2 separate regions of the Oryzias latipes genome follow, and region 1 is linked to region 2. The links are chromatin contacts, called in public Hi-C maps. All regions are on one chromosome and are shown on one strand. The core of a region is the stretch at or near the end of the contact, and the rest is flanking DNA. Distances in the headings are between cores, read along the strand shown. Region 1 overlaps trip4 (activating signal cointegrator 1). Region 2 holds the start of znf609 (zinc finger protein 609).

What was found. A called contact is a pair of places that touch in the nucleus more often than the background predicts.
Region 1: a contact with region 2 is called in a Hi-C map of embryo, with 2.9 times the contacts expected there. The contact joins the enhancer-like site here to the promoter of znf609 in region 2. A contact is called at or near these places in 3 of 5 Hi-C or Micro-C datasets (embryo and fibroblasts).

What each region holds. Positions count from the first base shown.
Region 1 is chr3:11,383,543-11,389,803 of ASM223467v1, forward strand. The region is part of intron 11 of trip4 (activating signal cointegrator 1); the gene reads right to left. Among protein-coding and RNA genes, the nearest start is that of trip4, 15 kb to the right of the region's middle. Within about 2 kb of position 4,414, at least 3 of the 8 cell types and tissues checked have an H3K27ac peak or open chromatin away from gene starts, as enhancers often do. A contact at or near this core is called in embryo, where this site is marked.
Region 2 is chr3:11,267,995-11,274,888 of ASM223467v1, forward strand. It overlaps znf609 (zinc finger protein 609), which reads right to left and starts at 4,960. Exons shown (of 8, transcript XM_004066872.3): 1 at 3,901-4,960.

The sequences.
Region 1 (6,261 bases), core at 3,164-5,663, 120 kb after region 2:
TTTGCTGCACTTTGCCTAACCCTTTGAGAGGATTATTCTGAAACCATTCATGATTGCATATGCGCTTACATGATTACTGCTACTTATTACAGGACCACACAAATAAATGACAAAATATCTCCTTGGTCCTCGCACTGGGGTCACTGCAAGGTCCATCAAAATTTCCATGAAAAAACAGCAATCTGTTCATTGTAAAGACGATTCAGGGATGTATGCAGATGATGCAGACACGTAAGTATTTCAAAAAAAAATTATGAAAAACTGAAAGCAGGAGTCTCTCGTTTTTACTGAATCCAATTTAGAAATCTTGAATTAGTGAGGATGTCGGCATGTACATAATTGATTTTTCTTCTTGTAAAGATGGTAACACTAATGCAACACCTTCATTTAAGCTCTGTTAAAACCTCATAGAGTGCCTTCTTTTCACACAAGGGGTTTTGATTTAACACAAAAGTCGAGATGTTACTCGCCTCTTTTAGACATGGTATGTGAGTCACTCACTTTACTTTGTTAGTCTGCTAAAGCGGCAGCATTCTGTCTTGGCTACATTTGCTCTCCTTGAATTCATTCAAGCACAAAGCACCAGCCAAATATGAATCGACCTTTTTTGTTTAATAAAAAAAGAAAAGCCTCAAGTTTCAATATAGATGCCATCTCCAGAACATGAGGATGACGAGTAGGACTAGTCGAAGCAAGAATGCCTATCCTTGAACGATGCATATAATATGTTCAGTCAGTCAGAACAAGGAACCACCTGATCCGGTTAATCAGAATCCATTAGGGTAGGAATGGTTAGAAAACACCAGATTTTAGCCACCAACTACATTTTCCATGATAAAAGAACACAACACTTTGAGAAAACTAGCTCCATTAGAACCCTTTTGAATGTACTGTAGCTTTCCATTCCAACACAGTGACAATGATGGAGATAGTGTTCTTGGATGGAGGTAGAAGTTCTCAGATCACAACAGTGTGCTTAGAGGTCCAATTAGACCTGCAAGGGTGTTTCAATCCAGAAACATTCTCAGCCAGTGTTTGCTTGGCCTGCCACACCCAACAGATATGGTAATATCTGTAATACCCATATAAAATAACAGTCTTTTCCACACAGTAGGGCACACTGGATCACAAGACGCACTGTCAATAAATGGTCTATTTTCAAACTCGTCATATCCAAGCTGCACTGAACTATAAGGCACATTAAGCAAGATATAAAAAGTGGTAACGCTAATGCAACACCTATCTCTGTCCAAAAAAGTCAGAGATAAGTCCGTCAGTCAATTAGACTTTATTAACTATGTTCACAGTAGCTCTAGAACTTGTTTGTAACACGCTACATTTTAGCCACCTTAGAACCGTTAGTTGCTAGCGTATTTAAAATAACACCCAACCTTGTTTGCAAAAAAAAAAAAAAGAAACAGATTGACATATTGACAGAGTCTCGTATTCCTCTCAAAATTGCCTGAACATCATGATCACAACCAGAACTAATCAGTTTTTAAGTCGCTCAGAATTTTTATTTATGTATTTATTTATTTTTGGTTCAGGCTTTTAGGTACGCTTTACAGTGTGGAAAAAATGTAATATTTATACAAGATTTCAGAGGAAAAGCACCAGGTACCATTTTTCAAGGTAGGAAACCATCATGTTCAGTTGGTTTCAGATTGATGGAACACAGCTCTGGTTCAAAAAGGGCTTAAAAACTGCTTCATTCAAGGGTCCAAGTCCACCATGACAGTTTGACAGTGACTCTGTAACTGACCCAGCTAAATAAAAACCAGCTGTCATTTTTGTTCAAACCTTACTAAAGTATTAAAACCTCACATTTATTTTTCATGTGGTGAAATAACACCAACTTTCCTCAATCTGTGGTTGTTACACCTGACAAAGGACGAGTGTGAAACCCGAGTCTACCATTGGGAGCCACTACTATCAATCAGTCACTACAAACCAGACCTCAAATATGTGTGTTATGTGTGAAACCTGTCCGGTATCAAGCTTCAACACAGCCGAGGTTAATAAAATATGTCTGTCTGTGAAACATTAAATACCACACACTGTGTTACAGTTACAGACCTATGTGTGTGACTCAACCAAACATTGCATCACTATGACAACATTTTACCGTGAAGAAATTCTTGGAGCCTGTAGATTAGATGCAGCACAGATAGAAAAAAAAGCTGTGCCTCTGTTTTTCCACATGAATTAACAGAACAAGGCACAATCAGGGCTTTCAGTCCCAGCACACCTGTCCAAAAGGTCAAACTGCGCTGACTTACAATCACCAAGATATTTCCAGCTACAGCTGCTGATGTGGTGTTTGGAGCAGGAGAAGAAATCAGACCCTTATTAGGGCTGTGGATTGATCCAATCAATTTTTACACCACAGGAGTGAGTTGATGGCGCAATTCAAGCTCTGTATGGGGTATGATGTGCCTTTGCCACTGGTTAAAGGCTCATATCCCATCAGTGCACACACAGACTAATGCTGGCCTTGCAATTTTGCAGCATAAATGCTTTTCTATATTGTTTTTTTCCTATAAAAGTTGTATAAAGCACAATTTGGACATTTGCCCAGCCTTTCTATAAAAAAAAAATTACTGATGCAAGACTTTAGTTGGAAAAAAAACCCCACAACATTTTTAATATTGGAGATCTAGGAGATATTCACTCACCACCCACTTTATTTGGTACAGTTTGCTAGTAACCAGTTTGGACCCCTTTTTGCCTTCAGAACTGCATTATTCCTTGGTAGCATCGATTCAACAAGATACTGGAAACATTCCTCTGAGAATTTGGTCCATATTAACATGATAGCATCACACAGTTGCTGCAGATTTGTCGGCTGTACATCCATGATGCCAATCTCCCGTTCTACCACATCCAAAAGGTGATCTATTTGGTTGAGATCTGGTGACTGTGGAGGCAATTTGAGTCCAGTGAACTCATTGTCATGTTCAAGAAACCAGTCTGAGATTATTCCAGCTTTATGACATGTCACACTATCCTTCTGGAAGTAGCCATACAAAGAAGGTACACTGTGGTCATAAAAAGATGGACATGGTCAGCAACAATACTTGGGTAGGCTGTGGCGTTGGCACCATGCTCAGTTGGTACCAAGGAGCCCAATAGTGCCAACAAATATCCCCCACACATGACACCACCATCAGCCTGAACCAATAATACAAGGAAGGATGGATTCATGCTTTCATGTTGCTGACGCCAAATTCTGATCCTACCATCAAAATGTTGCAGCAGAAATGGAGACTCATCAGACCAGACAATGTTTTTCCAACCTCCTATTGTCCAGTTTTGGTGAGTTTGTGTGAATTGTAGCCTCAGTTTCCTGTTCTTAGCTGACAGAAGTGGCACCCGGTATGGTCTTCTGCTGCTGTAGTCCATCTGCTTCAAGGATGTGTTTTGCGTTCAAAGATGCTCGTCTGTAGACCTCTGTTGTAACCAGTGGTTATTTAAGTTCTTGTTGGCTTTCTATCAGCTGGAACCAGTCTGGTCATTCTCCTCTGGAATCAACAAGGCATCGCCGCCCACAGAACTGCAGCTCACTGGAAATGTTCTCTTTTTCAGACCATTCTAGAGTTGGTTCTGGGTAAAAACCCCAGTGGATCAGCAGTTTCTGATATACTCAGATCAGCCCATCTGGCACCAACAACCACGCAGCGTTCAGTCACTCCAATTACCTCTCTTCTCCATTCTGATGCTTTGTTTGAACTGCAGCAGATCGTCCTGACCATATCTACATGTATAAATGGATCGTGTTGCTGCCATGCAATTGGCTGATTAGAAATTTGCATGGATGAGCAGTTGGACAGATGCGCCTAGTAAAGTGGCCAGTGATTGTAGATGTGGGAAGCCTTTGTGACGTGGTCATGGACAGTTTGATGGTTGTAGGGTTTTGTGACCAAAAAAACAAAGACCTTCAGTTTCGACTAAGCTTCTTTTAATCAATAGACTGTCAAATACAGTGATGCCAGATGAACAATTTCCTTAAATACGACCAAATCTTATTGTTTTAATCTTTATTAATTAACTCATGTTAAGAAATAAGAATTTGTAACCTACTCTTTTTTCCTCCTCTGAAGGATGGTGACAGCTCAGGCTCTAACCATCTCTAACCATTCCTGAGTGAGCATTGTGTGGGTTAGAATGGAGAAACAGAGCACACATCATAATGGTTTGCCAATTATCAGTAGCAAAGGGGGGCTGGGAGAGCTGGATAGAGAATGAGATTGTGAGGGGAGTGGATCAATACAACAGTCAGTTTTTAATGAGGGCAGGAATCCATCCAAGACAAGCAGAACAAATCCCTGCGCTGGCTTTTTCCGCTTGTTCTGTTCTGCCTGTCACAATAGTATTGCTGCTGTGGAGATGACTGGTGCAACGGCACCCCTAAAGGTGAACAGCTGCAACTGCACAAGATCAGCAATGATTAAGTGGCTTCAGTATTTACAACACCCTTTGGGAAGCCTCAGTGCTTCTCTCCTGATCCACCCACATTGCACTTTCCCTGAAGATTTCAAACATCACTTGAGATAGATTTAGAAGATCCAGAAGAATAATGGCTCACCACATCTCTTTTCACCACCTACAACTGCCAGCACAGTAAATCCCACATCTCGCCCACTCTAGCTTTACAGCGCGGATATTTGCAACTACGCACTAAGACAACATGACCCTATCCAACATTAAACATTGAACTTCTACATGGCTAATCGGCTCTCCGTTTTCCACAGAAAGGTGGACCTTAAATAACGGCTCTGCGCCATCACCAGGCGTTTGGCCGGGATAATCCGCTCTGGTTGCTGCACTTTTTTTTATGCATCTGCCTTTTCTTTTTCTAAAGAGGCCTTGTGTGGCGTGGGGGGCTTTATTTATGACTGCTCAGTGCCAGTGGACACACATACAGATACACACCCTTTCACAGGATGAAAGGCCACTCACACTGCCTGCAAACATGATTTTACAGCCCTGGGTGGAAGGAGCGGTGGAGGGGAGAATGAGGACAAAAGGGGGAAAAAAAACCTTAAATTTACAGGTCCCGGCAGTCAAAACGCAACCATGGAGCTGCACACATTTCAGTCTTTATAGAAGAAGAAAAAAACAAATAGAGTGATGAAAGACGTGTAAATGTACGGCATGTAAAAATTGTGCACTGTTTTTGAATTTTACCGAGAACTACAACACTTGTTTTTTTCTCTAACAATCTTAACACAAGCTAAGAACACCTGAACAAGTAAAACTCACAACACAGATTTTCTTGTGTCTACAAACAAAAAAATCATTCAAAACTCAGAGATTTGATCAATAAGTACACATAAAAGGGTTTTCGGATTGAAAATGTTTTAATCATAAAAAGTTGTTATCTTGCGAAATAACAACTTTTTATGATTAATAAATTATAAAAATAATAATAAATAATGATAAATCCCAGCAGATTCATTCTAACACCCACAGATCTTTTTACAAAGTGGGTTGTGGTAAAATCTCTTTATAAACACTACAAAGAATAATGTCAGACACAACTTATGAAGGTAAATAACTTTGGGTTACAGAAGGAAATGTGAAATGAAAATATGTAGAGCCCGAGCAGATCTCCACGCTACGTAGTTTGTCCAAGTGGGGCTACCGTAGTGTGACTTTATCCTCAGTCGAAAGGACCCCGAACGGTTATTGCAGGCCAAATGGTTATGGTGCCTACACCGGTACGAAGCCCATTGAAACGACTGTTGTTGTGAATTTGGGCTATATATATATAAATAAAATTGAATTGAATTTTAAGGGAGCAGCTTTTAATAAGCTGGGCTTCTGCCTGCTCCTTTTCAAACGTGTTTACACTGTTATTATTGTTGTTTTTACTATTATTTTTACTATTAGTATATATAAATGTGTATCATATAGATTGTCTTCTAATTATTAACCTGTTTGAAACAAATATAATAAATGTTCAATAACAAAAAAGTGGGTTAGATGGCAAAGAAATCTGATCTTACTAGTTGATGTCAAACAAGTCCCTTGATGTGTGCTTTTTTCCCTAAAAAATGATCATTTTCAGTGGAATTACTCTTGTAGAAATACAATAATGGCCCAAAAATATAGAAAAAAAAAAGTACAAAAAAAAGAAGAGCAGTCTAAATGGGAAAGCATGACACACAAAAGACTAACACAAAGAAAATCCATTTTGACAAAATGACAATGATTTAGAGAGTGAGTCTGGATGAATTACTGAATTGGGGGACATCATTT
Region 2 (6,894 bases), core at 3,710-6,209:
GTGAAGGGTGGGTTGGGGTTTTTATTGTAATGTTGTGTGTTTACTGTTTTTAGTGTTAAAGCGCTTCGAGCTGCACAAAGTGCATGAGAAGCGCTATTTTATAAATAAAGTTTGATTTGATTTGATTTGATCTTATGTATGGATTCATTCTGGTTGTTCTAACTGATGTTGAAGAAATTTTGAGAGGTACACGGCGCTCTGTCAAAGTGTTAGTCTGTTTTTTCTACAATTTCCAAACCAGTTTGGGTGTTATGGTAAATATGCCAATACTGTTAATGTTTGGGAATGATTTTTTTTTTTTACATGTTAGTAAAGAGGTTTGGAGTTTGAGTATTCCCAATTAAGTTAAGTTTAATAGCACAAGTCTGGCTTTTTAAGTGTTGCAAACAAGTTTGGGAGTTACGGATATTGTGAATTCGCCAACGCGGCTAACGTGCAACAAACAAGTTCAAGAAGTTATAAAATTAAGTCTGACTGACTAACAGACTCATCTCAGACATCTGACTCACTGACCTAAAATCGATCCAGGACATCTTCAGCCAAAAATCCACCCAGTGTGGCTCAGAGATAAATTCAGTGCTGATAAAGATTTCCAGATTTTTTGTATTTCTTGCAAGACAATCAATTGTAAATTGTGTCCAAACGAGTAAACAAGAAATAATGTTCCATTCAAATTTTAGTTTCCTAAAATTCAGCACACTGTTGTTTTTCCACATTCAAATAATCCAAAGGGAAAATCATAACGTTCTACCATGCAGTATGGTCACGTCCAAATTCAAAGTGTTTCCACACATTGGATTGAAATGTTGGAGTGATCAGTTTTTGATGACATCACATGTGTGTTGTCCAACATGATGACACTTGGTTGTTTTTACATTATAATAAAATAAACCTACCTGCTTGAGTCCAATATTGATATAATCAGTTTATTTTATTTTAAAACAAGGTATAGGTCGATTCAATTAAATTGCCTCAGACATATCGATCTGGTGGGATCGAGGGAATATAAATCGGTTCATAGATTAGGTCAATTTATCGTTAAGCCACTGTGATTTTATCTAATGTGAATCACATTTTTTTGTAAACTACAAAAAGAATATTGAACATTCTCAAATGGATATCGAAATATTGGTCAAAAAGCATTAAGTCAAAAAATATCAGCATGACGGAAATTAGCAAAAAGCTAATACCATGCATGCTAATCATAATGTTTCTCTGTAAATTCATACACATGCACAGATTGACACACAACAACATACATATTACTGAACAATTAGTGGGTTACTAGTTCTATACTAGTTCTCACTACACACTTTGTTATCCACCTAAACAAGAAATAGTGATGCAGCAAACCTAACGGGACTCGTCTAATGAGGCTTGAGATCCTGGAGACGTACAAAGATGAAATATCAGGATTAAATTATAGGAGCATTGAAAATGTTTTAGTATACATTTAAAGATAATGCAAAACTGTTTCAGCTAGCTACTTTTACGCTAAATTTAAATGCATTTGTGGGCTTTTTTTTCTAACTTACCCAATCAACTGGGCTTATTTATAATTTAAAATTTCTCAATGTCTGATCTAATGTTTCTCATGGTTTAATTAGGAGTCTTGATTAAAATTACGTATGGTTTCCTGCAGCTTAAGACCAATTCAATCTGTCAGAGGTACAGCATTGAGTCATTCACACAGTGATAGCTTGAGGTTAACTAGGCCCTTGTGTAATAACACCAAAAAGAAAAAGAAACACTTAAAGAACAATGATGGTGCCATCTAAGCAAAATGATCAAATATATCAGCAACTTCAAGAACAAAAACAAGTCTTTGAGGACTTCCCAGAAGCCAAAACTTTCAATATCTAGGAAAGGTTTTGTATTTACAGGCTAAACAAGGACACAAACAATAATCATATGCAAACAAAATTACGTTGACCTGAAAAGAAAAGTAAAATATTATATGAACAGAGACAGTTTGTAAGCACACGTATATGCAAAACACTTTCTGTAGTCTGGGGCAATGCACATTCAAAGAAGCATGCTTCGCAAAAGGGTTTTGGTGATAAATGTCATGTAGTGAAACTGTATTTTTATGTAATAGTCAGAGTGCAGCTGACCAACTATCTACTTTGAGCTTATTCCCCGTACCTACAGCGCTCATTTCCGATCATAGATTATTTAAAAGAGTAGCCGTTTTACAAATGGTTCCGTCCGTGACAGCAATAACTGTACTTTTGCATAACTGTCCTAATGCCAAAGTAGTGTTTGTGGCTAAAGAGGCCAAAAGACCCACATGTTTTTCTGACGATGGAAGACATTAAAAAATATTAGGCTCAAAAATGTATTCAAGTATTTCTTTATTCAAGTCCTTGTGAATCAGGAGCAGATGAAAAATCGCTGTTTAAAAAAGATCGTGTTTGTTACGTAGATGCATCCACTTATAGACTACTAGATCCATGAACGTCTTGGTTTTTTCTCATCTGAGCTAACATCCGGCTCAAAACTGTACGACTAGAGAGCTACAATATTGCTCGCCATTTTTGTTGCACCGGTGATGTTAGGTTGGGGTTGTGAGGGGATGTAACCTAGCAGGAGAACACCGTAAACAGATGGGTGACAGGGAAAAGGGGGTTGACTTGCTCCACGCCAACAGTCCCGCCCACATCTGAGAGGTGAATTTCTAATGAAGTGCTGGCGCTCTGCAGAAACTATGCCCTAGAAAATGACAGGATTTTTGATTTTGGCTTTAAAAAAAAGCAAAAATCAGAACTAAAAGACCACTGGGAACACTTTTAATATAGATCAAAACAATGATCGGAGTGGGACTTCAAGGAAAAGAAAGTAGCAACTAAGAAGACTTGGACTATTGTTGTTTAGAAACAAATAGTGTAGGTTTAATAACAACAGAGCTTGACCCTAACCTCTAAACAAATCCATTTATTTGCCTTTTTATTTTTATTAAGACGACAAAGAAGACCAACAAGAATCCAGTCAAAGCTGTTGAACAGCAGGAACAATGTTAAAAGATGTGAAAAACTGATGAAATAAACATGGCAACATGGGATACGGTCTTTTGTCACCACTCAAACTAGCTTAAACATTATTGTAGGTTAATGCTGACTGCTTCAATAGTGTTAATTTAATGTGGTGCTGTCATTCCAAACAGAGTAGCTCAAACTAAAAGCTCAGGTTTGAGTTTCTTCCAGCTGAAAAGGCTTATTTAGTGGATTGGTTCACTTGACCAACTTCCAGAAGGAACCAGCAAAATGGGCAAGAAATCATTTACTACTAGTTGTGCAACTTGCCAAAACCACACCATTTTGGGGCTTTAAATTAAAAAAGTTAGTTGTTGTACAACGTGAGGAATGCCACGTTGGTCTGAAAACGGTTTTGATTTTCCTACTTTCATGAGGAACCGCGATGTTTAAATTGAAGCTTCAGACTGAGAAACATTCCCCCCGTTGGTCCTGCTAATGTTCATAACATAGCACTGACAAAAAAAAAAAACAGAAAAGAACAGGGTTGGCAAAGATAGACACGTGTTTTCGAAAGTTAATGTTAAAAAAGAAGAAGTGTTCTTCTAGGTTTGACATTGTGGTTTGTGTAGCGGGGTTCTCAGCTAAGTTGCTTCGGTTTGCGCGACAACTTTTGCGTATTTTCGGCAGAAGTTGGAGAAGCTAGCAGCTAGCATAGCTCCGTGGAGTGGAACGCTAGCTACAGAGAAGAAACAATGAGCCTGGAGAGCAGCCGCGGCTAGCAGCCTGCTCTGCTGCCGCACGCTGACGCTGGGCTGCTACACGGACTAAAAGCTGGCCTGCCTGTCTGCTCTGCACGCCAGGCTAACATTAAATGGCTAACGAGTCTTAGCGCTGATAACAAAAAGAAGAAAATGTACCAACTTACCGACTTAACTGAACGTTCCTATTCCAAACCGTGGTCTGTCCATGGCGGTGTCCGCTCCATCAATGGGGGGGGGGGGGGGGGGGGGATAAAAGTAATGGAGCCGAATGACAAGAAAACCTCCTTAAATTCGCGTAGCTCTAGAAACCAACGGCAGCGCACCCTCAAGACATCCAACACAAGAGAGGAGGGGAGGCCAGCGATTCACTGGACTTCTGCCATCACACTTCGAGACACCGTCCGCGGCGAAAACAGCATTTTTACCGCTGCGATCTCAGGATCAGCAAATTTCCGGTTGTCTCCCGACTCCTTTCTGCATTTAATCCCACAGCGAAAAGATTTCCATCCAGGTTAATTCCTTCGTTTTCACCGTTAAAAGACGAGCACCGCGCTGCCTGTTCGTGTGGGAACTGATACAATGTAGACAGGCAGCCGCGGGAGCGGTTAGGAAACCCAGGACGGGGGGACTTCCCCTCGGATTGAACTGTCACACGCCACGGCGCCCGGGAGGAAGACGTGGAACTGGATCGTCCACGGGGAGTGGACCGGGTCCGTGGACAGCCTGCAGACAAACACCCCCTCCTGGGAAAAACTGTGCTACTGGTGTGTGTTTTGAACATGATCTTGTAGCATTGTGCTTATGATTGATGGCATATATACAGAAAATTAGGATCAAAACTGCATTTCTGTGGACTTTTCTATTCAAATTGTGTTGGAAAAAAGTGTGACGTAAAAGCAACAACGGCTCCATTCTAATGCATCCACATTAGATCCCTGTGCGTCTGTGATTTCCTCGACTGAGGTGGCATCTGCCTCTGAATAAGATCGTTTTGATCCTCGCCATTTTTGTTGCACCAGTAATGTTAATTTGGGGATTAGAGGGGACTGTAAGCTAGCGGGAGCGACTGTAAACAGATGTATGATGGGAAGTGGGGGCGGTCATACGCCATAATAACAGTCCCGCCCACAAGTCGGAGGTGAATTTCTAATGAACTAACTTAATCATTTATTGATGATGACTAAATTGATTGATTTTTAATTTTATTACTTCACTTGCTTCAAAAATTGATTCATGATTTCCTAATGAAACATAATTTGCACATATTTTTAACTTTTGATACTTGATCAATTTTTGCTATGAAGATTTTTGAAACAGTGTTATGTCTATTCTACTGGTATAGGATAATATTTTTAATCATATGCATGATTTTTGTAATCTGTATATATTTAAGATAACTGATCTGCATTTGCCATGTTGATTTCTAAGATAGTTATTTTTAAAATAATAATTAAGTAATTCTTCTTTGTCATGTGATTTATTGATACTCAAGGATTCTTCAGTCTGTCTGATAAAGTTTTGAAGCGGATAATGATAAATCATGTAATAAAATGGTTACGGTGGAACAGGGGTGGGATTGTGTAAATTGGCTTCCTTCCATTCCCTTTCATGAAATCTTTAATTTAATGTCAAATTATCCTTAGTTTGATACGTCTTTGTATGAATGTATGACTGATGATTGGAATGTTTTTGTGTACTATTAGTATTTGATTGCTTGAAGTAGAACATCAATCTATAATGTAATCATCTTTTTATTACTACAGCATAAAAATGTTTAACTTCCTGCAACACAAGTTCTTTGATTTGAACCAGCAGACAATTTGTTAATGAACAAAGAAAAACAATTAGTAAGTTATTTAGCTGGACTAAAATGATTAATTTGACCTTTTTTTAAACACAATCTCAAAAAATGAAGTGAACCCGTATTTAACAGACGAAGACGTTAGAATTAAATGCGTCTGAAGGATTCCTGCGACAGACTGGCGACCCGTCCAGGATGCTCCCTGCCTTCGCCCATAAGTGGTTGGGATAGGCTCCAGCAGCCCCGTGACCCCAAGGGGAACAAACAGAAGAAGACGAATGAATGAATGAATGATTCATGTCATTTAGAAACTGCATATTTTTTTGCTAATAATTTGTTATTTCTCAGTTTTCTCTCCTATAATCAGCGGCTATCTTTCAGGTAACTGCATAAAGATGTGCGTTTCCTTTTATATGTCATTGTTCTTCGGTAAAATCATCCTTTTTTTTTCCCCCCAGCTGATCTTTTCTAGAGGGTATAGCCAGCTGAACAGTCCATCAGAGCACTCAACCTAATGACCTAAAGAGCTTAACTAAAATGATAAAGGGAGTGTCATGCAGGAGCGGGGTAAACAGTAATCATTGGGATTTGTCAATATCTGCCAACTCAATCATCCTTCAGAGGAGCAGCTTGTAAAAAAGAAAAGGCTGAAAGAAGTGAGCTGATCCTGTTTGATATCAATAAAGCATTTAGTTCTGATCATTAGGAAGCTGTAAAATGTTTATTAGAAGGTGTTGATGGCATCTCCTTGGTCAAGAATGGGTTCAGAGGAATGAAAATTGGGTTAAATAAAAAAAAAATCAATGCTGGCGTCAAAGCTGCACAGAAACCTGCACACTTTATCTTTGCAACCGTGTAATTTCAGTAAACTGGATCCCTTAACAAACAACCGGGGGGAGGGGAAGGGGGGGGGGTTCTCAGGGAAAGATGTGGCATAAAAAGATTCCAACAATAAGACCCTTTCAGCTCATATTTCCAACTCTCACAGCTCTGCAGATAACCTTTCATGTTTACCAGCTTCAAACCCTGCAAAAGGCTTTAAGTCGTTGTCTGCCTGCGCTGGTTTCCCAGGCAACAAGAATATGATAATGTTGCCTTTGACATGACAGAAGGAATCATCTCGCTAACAAACAGAGACAACAGGCACAGGAAGGGCTTGGGGAAAGGCAGGGGAGGGGGCTGAATTAATGGGCTCATTTTCACACAGAGGGAAACGCCGCAGCAGCAGCAGCAGCAGCAGCAGCAGCAGCAGCAGCAGCAGCAGCAGCAGCAGCAGCAGCAGCAGCAGCAGCAGCAGCAGCAGCAGCAGCCACTCACCATCCTCCATCTTCTTCTTCCATCGCCTCCACTGCATTCC